Regions from separate parts of the Mus musculus genome. Here all the other regions are linked to region 3. A link is a contact called in public Hi-C data. All regions are on one chromosome and are shown on one strand. The core of a region is the stretch at or near the end of the contact, and the rest is flanking DNA. Distances in the headings are between cores, read along the strand shown.

Region 1 (4,194 bases), core at 818-3,317, 460 kb after region 3:
CTAGTGAGTATCTAGGCTTGGTGGGCCTTAGTCTCTTCTTAACTACTCAGTTCTGCCATTGGGAGCACACAGTAGCCCTTGACCATAGTCAATGAGAGGCCAGGCTGTCGAGGGCCCTTGGGCCATAACATAACCCTCCGTGGAGTAGATGGACACAGAGTGTACCTCATTTCCTTGTTCTAAGTTCAGGAATGAGTGTGCATGGGCTCCCCAGCAAATGTAAGAGTAACTCGAAACCTCACTTCCTGGGTTTTCTGGCTCCTTCTGATGTGGTGGGAGGGTAGGTGTGTCCTCGAATTTACAGGCATCTCAAAGAGAGTATTCTGGAGACAATAGGGCCTTGGGGTCTGTGAAGGAAGATGCTCTGGCTCCTGACAGAGCTTTTGGAATTAGGCCTCTTGGTACTGACTTGCTGTAGAACATTTCCCCTCAGTGACCTGGTGATCTAGGTGACATTTCCCTCAATAACAAGAGTTGTCTGTCAGAGCTGCTGCTTTCCTGCAGACTTCATTCTCCAGGATGCTTGGTTCCAGTCTGTAGTGAGACCCATGGGACAGTTTGGAGGGGCTTTCCCTTTTAAGTCAGCTTGCCCAAAAGGTTAGAAACATTAGTACAGTTCAAGGATGTGCAAGCTCACACAGCGTCACCCCACAATCTTACCTCCCCCATTAAGGAGTACAACCTCTGGCTCTAAGAAAACCCAGGACAGTGTGTGCTGCTGGGCTGCTGGGGCCAGAGGAGGACTGAAATCACTGAAGGCTAAGTTAGCATTCAGAGACGTACCTTATCCTAAAGTGCTTTGCCACCTGACAGTTTTCCAGTTTTGTACTCTGACCTCTCTGTAGGTTGTTTCGGTTTATGACATTTCTATAACAAGCACAACAATGTAAGCATTACCAATCTCAGATTGCTACTAAGAAAGTAACCAGAAAGTTTTGTTGTATTTTAGATAACAATAATGACTTCCTCACCATGGCTGAGTGTCAGTTCATTATCAAACACGAACTTGAGAATCTTAGAGCTAGAGACGAGAAGATGATCCCTGGCTACCCACAGGCCAAACTGTACCCTGGGAAGTCGCTGAGTAAGTCACTATCCACTTGCATCTCTGAGTCTGCTCTTAACTCTGGTTACGACCCATAAATCTGGATTGCTCAGCAAGTTCCTGCCCCGGTATGTTGTGCCTTCACGTCGCCTACTCTCTCTGTCTGTGACTCACCTGGTTCTTGCAGCGTCTGTCCACCGCATGTGCTGTTGTGTGCCTTTGGGATCTTTGGATGGGACAGTTTCTCATTTGCATTTTCACAGTACTGATTTTTTTGGATACCAAGCTTTTCACATTTCATCTGCACGTGATAATAATGTTTCAGGTGCTGGGTCTCTGCCCACCGCCTTCTCCTCAGCCTGTGTTCAGAAAACCCAATCTCTTTCCTAGGATGCAGATTTGCCTTGATTTGATGGCATTTTTCTAAAATTTAATCTTTTTTGACCTTTTGTTTTAAATTTTGGTGTACTTTTTTTTTAGGATGAATTATCTTGACTTTTTAGAAACCTTCCCCCCCCCCCCATACTCCTCAAAGTGAGCTGCAACAGTTGTTTTTGTGTCTTGCAAACTGTATTCTAGATGCCTAGATCAATGGGGGCTTTTACTTTTTAGTATGGTATTAACACACCATGCTCAGGTGGTGGTGGTGCACACCCTTAATCCTAGCACTCTGGGAGGCAGAGGCAGAGGCAGGAGGACCTCTGTGAGTTCAAGTCCAGCCTAGTCTACAGAGTGAGTTCCAGAACAGCCAAAACTACACACAGAGAATTGATGTCTTGAAAAACAAACAAAAAAATATTTTTTATACTCCATAAAGCAAGAAGACACTTCCCTAGGGCAATTTTCACATCCCATGTTTATTTTCCCCAGAGAAGGATCATGAGAAGAAGGGAGACATAACTTTTCAGTATCTGAATGTGAAGACTGGTTGAGGTTTCGTTGGCTCTCCTTCCTGTCCCAGGCAGCCGCCTCCCCAGCGTTTCTCTTCTGAGAGGCACCGGTCTAGAGAACACTGTGGAACAATAGGGACTGTGCACAGACACTTAACTGTTGTTGCAGATGCTTTGCCCATCCAAGCTTCTGGAGTTACTCCAGTGTGTTCCTTTCCTGGGCTGCTTGGTGCCCCACCACGAATCTGTCTTCATATTGATGAGTGTCTAATACCTTTTCTCCACTGCTTTAGTCGTAAAGTAGGAGTGGCTCAGGCATGGCTGTCAGGCCACAGGTGTCTGCGTCTTTGGGGACGAACACACCAAGCTGCTTCCTATGCCTGTTGTCTCTGAGTCACACTCTGGCTTTGCATGAGGTCATCTTTATCAGGACTAGAAAGCTCCCACCTTGTTGCTTGGTTAGACTGCATGTTTGTGAATTTACTGGACTCTGCAGTGTCTGATAGGCTGTGAGGTTTTGCTCTGTGTCATCAGTGTGTGGACAATGGTGTTCTGGTGTGGGCCTATTCTGACCTCTCCTGGTGAACCCTTCTTATCTTATTAACTCCTGATGAACGCCACTTACTGCTTTTTTAAATGATAGGAATATTTTATCTATTTTTATTGTGTTTTTGACCATTTCTATTTGTCCTAAAATTTAATTTTGCCATTTGCTTTTTAAAAATCATTTGTATTTTGTTTTGTTTTCTTGATCAGTCCTAATCCTGGAGATTGTTGACTATGGGGATTCCATCATGTTTCTGAGGATTTGTTGTCTGTAAGGTGTGCTGTTTGCTTGTTTGCTTTTTGCTGTGTAGCTTATTATTTGCTGCAGGAAGATTTTTGGCAGGTTTCCAGTGCAGACTGTATCCTTCACAGTTGCTAATTACTCTTTGTTTCCTTGTTTAGTGTTGGGTAAGGCTGAACTCATTCTGTGTGCCTGTTTTTATTTATCCTTTTGCTGTTAGCTCTGCTGAGGGTCATTTTAGCTGCATCTGGTGTTAGGATTTATGTCTTTCATGCAGCCCAATCTGCAGGCTTTTCTCCTATGGATATTTCCTTGTTGATGCCATTCAGTTCTGTGGCTCTGGTGGTCAAGCTCTGGGCTCTACTCATACCAGGCAAGCCCTCTCCCACTGAAATGTAATTTGGATGTATACTGTTTATTAATGACCTGCTTTCTGTTGGGCTGTTTGATGTGGTGTTGTATTTCACGTTGAAATTGCTTTTTTCTGTGCTTAAGAAGAAGTTTGTACCTCATGGTGTGTCTTGTTATTTTCCTTTTTTCAGTGAAAATGCTAGGTAATGCCAACTTTAAAATACATCCAATCAAATTTAACATAACATTTTCTTAATTTCTTTGACTTCATGTTTGCATTTTTTAACTTATATCAAAAGTTAAATTCTTTTCTCTTTTTTAAATTAATTTTTAGTTGTACAGAAAATGGATGTTGTGATATTTTCATACACATATATTTCTGACTTCATGTTCCCTTTTCCGTGACCCTCCATTGCTGCCCGCCTCCTCCTGGTCACTCTTCAACTGAAAAGTTCCACCTTCTGCTTTCACATTAAATTTAGATTTGCATATGAGAGAAAAGAAGAGATCTGTTGTCATCATTCCCTGCCCCTCCCATGACTTTTTGCTGCCCCCTCTCCATGTTGACCTCTCCCTACCCATTGCTTAGAGGGTCCGAGGGCCAAACTTTTGGAGGCGCTACTTAAGTGGCTATACTTGATCCATTTCTCTGCAGTTCTCTGTAGGTTGGATCATGGAGTCGACCCCAGTATAACCTTGGAGGCACAGATGTGGTGCTGTGGGGACAGGTCCTGTGTGGAAGCAAGTCTCCTCATAGGGAGCAAGCTCTTGGTACTTGGCCAGCTCAACTGTGTCCACCCATTTGGGGACTTCCAGATTCCTGGACTTCTTGATGAAGGCTGCCAGAGCTCTGACAAACCCTGCTGTTTTACATTGTGTGACCTAAGCGCTGCCAGCCGAGGGGAAGACTAGACTGGCTTTTGTGAGTTTTTGTCTTGGGCACCATCTGGGTATCATTTAAGAAAGATGGCCATCATCTGAGGAAGCATTTCCACAACTACCTTTGAAGACTTGGTGGTATTGACTGTGTTCTAGAGGTGTAGATTGTGTGTGTGTGTGTGTGTGTGTGTGTGTGTGTATGCATGTAGGGGGCTCTTATGCACTTTCTGGAACATCAACTG
Region 2 (4,043 bases), core at 216-2,715, 490 kb after region 3:
ATGGTGGTCTAGCTCTGAGGACGCTCACCAGTCACTGCCTCTTCTCAGCCTGTTCTGGGCAGTTCTTTCTCCCCCTCCCTCCCTTCTTCCCTCCCTTCCCTTCCCTCCTCTCCTTCCCTTCCCCTTTCTCCCTCCCTCCCTCCCTTTCTCCCTTTCCCCCTCTTCCTCTCTCCCTTCCTCCCTCCCTTCCCCTCTTCCTCCCTCCCCCCTCCCTCTTTCCTTGTGCTCTTGCTCTCAGCAACAGGAGAACCTGCAGCTCCTGCTGAGCTTCCTTGTTTACATAAGGATATCTCCCACCTTCCACAGCTCCCCAGGTCTGTCTGCTTCCCTTTGCCGAATTCTTTGGCAGCTCCGACTATGGTCCCAGCTCTTGGCACCTGCCACCCATGTGTTCCTGCAGCGCTGCAGAGCAGCTGGAGTAACCAGTGATACAGGAATGCTCTGCAGAACAGCGATTTCCTGTTCAGCCTCTGCCCTCGTGCAACCAGATCTCATCACAACCCTGGCTGAGGGTCTGTTCTAGAGGAGAGGAGACAACCATTCGTCCCTCTTCAGGAGGTGGCGGCACTTCAGAGTGACCATTGCAGGGCTCATTTTTTTGAGTTTTTTACCTTGGTTTAAATGTTCTTTCAGTGTTTAAGATGTTGGTTGGGGTCTGGTCAGGCACTGCCTCAGCGGCTCATGTTTCTGTTACATCACCATGTTGGATTTGCTTTCTTTGCTGAGCCTCTGTCACTCTGTCACTCTGTCACTCTGTCACTCTGTCCCTTCAGCAGATCGATTGCTCAGTAGCTTCAGAGGGGCTTTGGCTTCTTTTGTGGACCCCAAGGTGCCATGATGCAGACAGGACCAGAAGTTAGTAGACTGGCATTATGTGTAAAATGCAGCTGCCTGTATCTGTCCCTGGCTAATAAACACTTTCCCAGGGACGGGCATACATTCAGAGTTGTAAAGATGAATTACAGCTTTCTAACATTGTTAAGTGCCAAGAGGGGCAAAGGGTCTGAGTTTTTCGTTTTACATATATTGGGTAAAAGAAAAAAAAATGAATGTTTCAACTGAAGGTGTGTGCGCCTTTGTGTGAGTATAACATACTTGCGTGTGTGTATGTGTGTGTGTGTGTGTGTGTGTGTGTTGTAAGTTGGGCTCAAGCTGAGCCTCAAAGTCAAGACTGCCTCTGACAGATCGGGCGCAGGTGGATGATGAGCTGCAAAAGATACAGACACTGCTGTCCTTAAGCCACGGGCACTCATGCCTGGGTGACCACACAGGCTTCCCTTGCTCTTTCCATATCAAAGCCTCACGCAGAAGCTAATTGGTACCATCTGTGCTGATAATGAAGTCTATGATGTGGCTACCGGTGCGAGGAACTTGCTGAAGGGGTTTCACAGTCAGGGTGAGATGGGAGCAGGGAGAGTAGTTTTGTGGAGGTTCAGTGCTAACCAGCCATAGAAAGGGAACTGAAAGAAAGAGCAGCCAGGTGCCACCCCACGCTGAGTGCGTGCTCAGTAAGATGTGTGACAGAGTGCTCACATCCCCATGTGTTAAAGTTCCCCTGAGACTGCTGGAATATTCATCCTGCCCAAAGTGGGTGCCTCCTCTTTCAGTGCTTCTGTCCTCTGCCTCTCTGCCTCTCTGTCTCTCTGTCTCACACTCACACTCACACACATACTTACATACACTACACACACACACACACACACACACACACACAGAAGCACTCAAGCATGTGTACAAATTCACAAGTGAGAATAACAGGAGGTGTTAGTTGGTCATTTTATCCTGAGAGGAAGGACAGATCCTAGGCATTCCTCCTCAGCTCTCCTGTATTGCACACATCTTAGTCAAGGTTTTTAGAGAAACTGTGCTCCTCCAGGGGAATCGGTGTGAGAGTGCACATGCATGTGTGTGAGGCACATGCATGGCATAGCACATGTGTGGCTGTCAGACAGTCACAAGTGACACTCCTCACCTTCCACCTCATTTGAGACACTCTTGTTTGCTGCTGTATACCCCACCCAGGTTTGCTGATCCGATCACTAGCTGACCTGTCTCTGCTGATAGGATTCGGGGATTACACGTGTGTGCTCCCACATCTGTCCTTAGGAGTGCTGTGGGGATTTGAACTCACATCCCCACACTTGCACAGTGGATACTTTACCCACTGAGCCAGCTCCAGCCTCTGTATTTTCATGTGGTTACCAGTAGGAAGCTTTATTGGTATCTGTCTTTTGACACCATTTCATTTTGATGTTAGTCAAAAGCATATGGAAACTAGAGAGGCATTTCCAGGGAGGAGTGTGCTTTCCGTTAATCCACGTGTGTCATCTTTGAATAGTAATGCAGTCATATGACTCAGAATTCAGAAGGCTCAAGGTCATGCATGCATTAGTGTACCAGCCACGGAGTCCCTGCTGCACAGCCCGTAAGCCCGGCTCCCTGTCAGTGCATCTGTGGGTAAAGTGCAGATAGCAAGCACAGCTAATCACAGTGGTCGCCAAGCAGGCTGCAGCGCATTTGCTTCATACTTGATTGTCTAGTAGAGATGAGAGTTTCACTGGCAGTCTCAGGGGTGTTGATGTAAAGGAATGCATATGTCAGCTGACCTGATGCTATTAAGCTTTAGAATGTACAGCCTATGGTGTTGCACAAAGCAGATCTGACCTTTTCTAAGAAGTTCTTGTACCATGAAATTGACAGGCTGAGGAAGGTGATTAGCATAGCTGCTGTCTCAAGCCTGGGCCAGTGGCACCGACAGTTTGACAAGATTGGAAAACTGAAAACTGCCTGTGGATAACAACAGACATTCTGCCTTGCTTTCACCAGCACTGGGAATGGGCTGAGGCCAGAGCCAGGGGAACATCTACTTGTGGATTTATTAGGTTAAAAAATAAGAACAAACCCTTTAGAACTGTCCGAAGACTAGCAGCTTTGGGTGGAGAATCATGTTGGGTTTTGTTTTGTTTTATTTTTTGTTTTTTGTTTTTGTTGTTGTTTCTCAGTACAACTCAGCAAGTGTTGCATTAATGAGCTCTTGGAACTTTTTTTTTTTTTTTTTGAGACAGGGTTTCTCTGTAGCCCTGGCTGTCCTGGAACTCACTTTGTAGACCAGACTGGCCTCTAACTCAGAGATCCGCCTGCCTCTGCCTCCCAAGTGCTGGGATTAAAGGCGTTCGCCACCACCCCTGCCTGGCCTGAGCTTTTGAAACTTTAAGCTTCAAGATGAAGTAACTAGGCCGTGGACCTACACTCTGACCCGCAGGCAGAGGGTGGTGATTCTTTGATCTGCCTGTCTTTCCAGCTTTTAGCCCCACCCACACTCCCTCCCTGCTGGACTTACCTCCCCCCTTGCCCAAGCTCCCTTCTTTATTTCCTTCGATAATTGAGATATTCTTTTCTTATATGAACTAGCCAGCTGCAACGCGACAGTTGCTGTCATAGCCCTCCATCTTGCTCTGTTCTTCTCAGGCCTTTGATGATAACTTGGCCTGGGAATGAGCAAAGGCATATTGAGCTGCTTTGGGCTCTGGCCCTGACCTTGCCACAGGCCATGTAGGCAGAGTGCAGAGAGTACATATCCAGTGGAATGGAGGCACGCAGGACACAGCACATAGAGTGTGGAGCGTGGATGAGCTCACAGGAGCTCCACTGTTCCCGGCCGTCCCACTGGCTCAGAGATTGCTCAGGAATCGGTCTTTCCTTCCGTCTACTCTGTCTCCTGGTGCACAGCACCTGTCTTCTCACCTATACTCAGTGAGAATGGCAAGGCAGTGATGGTTGCTGAGTTTTCTAACTCCTGGGTAGAAGTTGAAGTTTAAATGCTGTGTTAGAATGAGGGCAAGGAGAGGCAGCTGAGTTTTTTCCCTCTAGGGTCTGCTGATCTGTGCTGAAACTGGGTGCAGCTCTGGCACTCTGACCTCTCCTGATCGTGATGCCATTCTTGTCCTTGTTGCCAAGGCACAGGTGTCTTGGGGCTGGCAACGAATTGACAGGGTATGGACAGGGCCACATTCATGGTGACTCTTGGGAACATTTCTGTTTAC
Region 3 (4,185 bases), core at 1,185-3,684:
AAGTACTGCTGCCAGCCTTCCCATCTTCTCCTTTACAGTGGGTTAATTACACACTTTTTCTGAGGCTAGTCATAACAGCTGGAACGAGACGGATCCCAGAGCTTAGCGTCTTCTTTCTTCTAGGAATCTGATGGACATGTTTTCTTTAATATTTGCACGTTTGGCTGAAATATCTTCTCAGTTAATACTCACACAGGTTGGAACCATCCAGAATCTCTCTTTTCCCCTTCTTGCATCCTTCTGAAAATAGTGTTTTTCTGAAACAATGTCATCAACATACATACATTTGCAAATGAATAGTTTACTGCAGTTCTCAAAATGAGATGTTAGTGGACCATTGTCACACATACAAGAGAAACCAATTTTTCATCCATTGCTTTAAACAATTTTTTCTTTCTTTAAATGTGTGTGTGTATGTATACATCTACATACATAATACACACACACACACACACACACACACACGTATGTATATATCCACATGTGAACATGCAGGTACCCACTGCTTGATTATGGGCTGAGGACGGTCTTGGGTGTGAGTCTTCATTTTTTGCTTGAGACAGATTCTCTTTTGTTGTTCTATATAGGTCAGGCTAGCTGGCCTATGAGCTTCTGGGAATTGTCTCTCACACTAGGAGCACACTGAGATGATAAGTACTGTATGTATCAAGCTTTTGTGTGGGCCTGGGACTTGAACTTAGGTCCTCATGCTTGCACAGCAAGTACTTTTACTCACCGAGCCTTCTCCAAAGACTTATATTTATTTCTGACTTCTTTACCCCATAGGAATACTAAAGTCAAGATTCCTAGAGATTTGTCTACCAAGGAGTGGGCTTAAAATCTTTAGTTATTTGTTATCTTGCTCATTTCTCTTTTGTTTGGTTTGAGAGTGTCCCTATGTGTGTAGCTCAGCTGGCTGCTGCATTTTGCTATATCACCCAAGCTGGCCGTCTTCACCCTCCCAAGTGTTGGGATCATAGGTGTGAATGGCATACCTTGCTTTATAACCCCTGATCAACCTCTCAAGTGCTGTGATGAGAAGCATGAATGGCCACACTTGACTTCTTATTTTACAGCTTAATAATTACAACCTTTATTAACTTTTAGAGTCATAGCCTATCCTGTTTAGTATCTTGGCTCTTTCTTTCTGACCTTATTGAGGTTGTAGTTAATGCTGTTGGCTGCCTGCTTATTACACTTTAATACCTTGATTGTTCCCAAATTGTAGTTTTTAATACTGCAGCCATTTCCTCCCTTCTAAGTGGTAGTAAGGATCATAAACCCAAGGGAAGCCTCCCAAAGGACCTCATAAAGTAAACAGCAGGGAAGAGAGTGAGGAGACCCCTGAAACACAGATCCATCTCCAAACAATGCATAACTGCAATACACAAACACAAGAAATATGAAAATGCAGGCAGTGCGACTCATCCAAAGCACATGGCTTCTCAGTGAGATGCCGAAATCCCAAAAAAGTGTTACTTTATTCAAATAAATAAGCAGGCGAGAAGTCGACATGAAACCTGAATAAGAAAGCCAGCAATGTGGCTAAGAAATTCAGCAGAGTAATCGAGACTAGGAGTGAAAACTCAGAAATACTGGAAATGAAAACTCAGCAAAGCATACTTCAATGCGCGCACATATGTGCATCTACACACAATCGTTGGCTCTTGTTATGTTGATCCACCAACTGGGGACCAAGCATTCAAACATATGAGCCTATGGGACCCACAAAACACAGTGGGGAGGCTCTGTCTGCAGCAGTCTATAGGAGCTCGGCACTGTCACAGGGAAGAGACTCTGTGGACACGTAGGCCATCTGAGTGTGGGGTAGCTGGGAGGATGCGAGGGGGAAGCTTGAGGGTTTGGCTTCATTCTCTTCCCAGCATTGCCTTGGGAAAGACTGCTGTTCCCTGGTGGCATGAAGAACATTCATGCTCTTTAGAAGCCCAGGTAACTCAGGGATACAGACAGACAGACCAAAGGAACCCTGCTGGCATTAGGTGTTGAAGAAAGACAGGCATTTTGCCCCTCCTGCTCTGTACAAGGAGTAGGAACAGTATACACTTCTCCAGGTTGTGACCAGGAATGTAAGGAGGGTCCTGTGGTGGAGACAGAAGGCAGTTATGGTGGAGGCTGCAGTGGAGACATAGAAGGCAGTTATGGTGGAGGCTGCAGTGGAGACATAGAAGGCAGTTATGGTGGAGGCTGCAGTGGAGACATAGACGGCAGTTATGGTGGAGGCTGTGATTCACCAGGATGGAGATGAGATACCTGCTGCTCACTCTCCTCAGGCCCAACATCTAGACGTGGAGAGTGCCTTTTCATGAGACCCGAAATGAGACAGCACAAGTCCCCTGAATGAGTTAACGAGAGGACCCAGAATCCTCAAGCCTTCCTTCTGTGTTGTGAGTTTTCCTTTGTAGCCACTAGATGGCAGTGTGCCAAAGGCTATTCCTTATGCCAAAGGCTGTTAACAGTCATGGACTGCTCCTAAATTTTACCTTGTTCTAAGACGTAAAATTATGCCCAGGATTTCTATGTATGAGCTGGGAACCTGCCCCATACGCTCTCAACATGCACACGCGTTGCCACAGCACAACCAGAAGCCGAATGCGCCTAGATCTGGTTAAATGGCACTTCTTGTCCTACTTGGCTTTGCTCCCTTCGGCCATTTTACAATTGTAGAGCATCAGGCAGCAGGGTGACTGTGTCCTTGGCTTGCTTTATAGCCATGGTCAAGAGTTTCATACTAAAGTTCCCAATGCCCACAGATCCCCCAGCATCTAAATCATGAGGAACTCTGCTGTGAAGTTCACAAGTGTGTGCCGAGTGTGTTGAGGGGCTAAGAATTTAGGCCCCTTCACATCAGGGCCATCTCTCTGTTGTCTTACAGAGATCCTGCTTGGGTACTCCTCACTGTCAGGAGTGGTGTTCAGACACCTCCTAAGATGTAGCTAAACGATAAAAACACAGTTTGCTTCACCAGGAGCTGGCCTGTTTGATGCCCTATATGAACAGAGCCCATGCTTAGCTACAGTTACCTTCCTGTTTCTGTTACCATGGCAAACCCTCAAGTAGGAAACTCTAGAAATGAACAATTCACAAATTTTAAATAACTCTGATTGCAGACTGTGGTAATTATCGTGTTTTATAACTAATAGTTATGGTTAATCTCTTACCATGACTAATTTGGAAATTAAGCTGTATCATAGGTGTGTAGGTGTGGGGGAAACCCAGAGTATTCAGGATATGGTACTATTGAGGCTTTCAGATATCTGCCAGGCATATTGGAAGACCCCCCCCCCACACACACACACATTAATAATGCTGGCTGTTGTTCTACGATGAGACCAGAAGCAATTTCATAAGTTTCTCTTTAATCAGTGGCACAGCGCTGATGGCTGTCACCATTATCAGCACGGATGTAGATTTGTTTTGTGACATCCTTTCTAGTGGTTAGACACCAACTTGAAGCTCTCAGAAAGCCTCATATAAAGTCATACATAATTCACACACTAAATGGTGGATCTGGAACTCTGCCTCTTGTCTTCCTGGCTGGAATTTAAAACATAAAAGGATCATTTAGTGCTTGGGCCCTCTTCCTTCTGGAATGTGCTTGACAGAATTCCGGTAAGTGTGAACCATTCCACTAAATCTTTGTTCAAGACTCAAAGACTCACTTTCAGACCAGTGGCAAAGAGCTTTTGAGTGGGAACTATCTCAATTCTAACTAATATGTCAAATTCTGATTTTAAGGTGCCCAATAGATTGAACTCAAATAATCAGATTCCTGTTTGCAATGAACTTTTCTTTGAAACACACCAACAGGCATCATTACAACTTATGTTCTGCACCTACCAGAATATGCCATCCTGTCTGGAAAGGGCATAAATGTCAAAGAGCTTTCCAGAACTGTATGCAGTCTGTCCTCCTTCTCTTCTTTCTGTCTCTCCTCTGAGTTTCCTCCTTCCTCTCTCTCCTTCCACAGCTGACCGAATGCAGGGCTTCATACGTGCCAGGCCTGGTACTATTGAGCTCTGCCTCAACCCCTCTTGACAATACAGACTTGTCATTTTAAAACATTTTTTTATTTAATTAATTACTATTTTTAGTTCTCCGAGACAGAGTTTCTCTGTATATCCCTGGCTGTCCTGGGACTACTAACTCTGTAGACCAGGCTGGCCT

Evidence for each region. Hi-C and Micro-C count contacts between places; a contact is called where the count stands out from the background.
Region 1: a Hi-C map of the N1E-115 cell line shows a contact between it and region 3, with 6 times the contacts expected there. The contact joins two enhancer-like sites. A contact is called at or near these places in 15 of 484 Hi-C or Micro-C datasets (the C2C12 cell line, the HL-1 cell line, the N1E-115 cell line and 8 more) and 1 of 115 datasets of contacts at active chromatin or transcription factors (embryonic basal ganglia).
Region 2: a contact with region 3 is called in a Hi-C map of the N1E-115 cell line, with 7 times the contacts expected there. The contact joins two enhancer-like sites. A contact is called at or near these places in 3 of 15 datasets of contacts at CTCF or cohesin (the NIH/3T3 cell line, pro-B cells and stem cell-derived epiblast-like cells), 52 of 484 Hi-C or Micro-C datasets (the AML12 cell line, the C2C12 cell line, the G1E-ER4 cell line and 28 more) and 5 of 115 datasets of contacts at active chromatin or transcription factors (T-cell acute lymphoblastic leukemia, astrocytes, embryonic basal ganglia and 2 more).

Annotation. Positions count from the first base shown.
Region 1 is chr9:122,268,089-122,272,282 of GRCm38.p6, reverse strand. Ano10 (anoctamin 10) reads left to right here. Exons shown (of 13, transcript NM_133979.3): 4 at 950-1,084. Among named protein-coding and RNA genes, the nearest start is that of Mir8106, 3.8 kb to the left of the region's middle. Within about 2 kb of position 2,067, at least 13 of the 459 cell types and tissues checked have an H3K27ac peak or open chromatin away from gene starts, as enhancers often do. A contact at or near this core is called in the N1E-115 cell line, where this site is marked.
Region 2 is chr9:122,239,428-122,243,470 of GRCm38.p6, reverse strand. The region is part of intron 11 of Ano10 (anoctamin 10); the gene reads left to right. Among named protein-coding and RNA genes, the nearest start is that of Mir8106, 33 kb to the left of the region's middle. Within about 2 kb of position 1,465, at least 53 of the 459 cell types and tissues checked have an H3K27ac peak or open chromatin away from gene starts, as enhancers often do. A contact at or near this core is called in the N1E-115 cell line, where this site is marked.
Region 3 is chr9:122,727,995-122,732,179 of GRCm38.p6, reverse strand. No RefSeq gene overlaps it. Among named protein-coding and RNA genes, the nearest start is that of Gm51699, 8.9 kb to the left of the region's middle. Within about 2 kb of position 2,434, at least 10 of the 459 cell types and tissues checked have an H3K27ac peak or open chromatin away from gene starts, as enhancers often do. A contact at or near this core is called in the N1E-115 cell line, where this site is marked.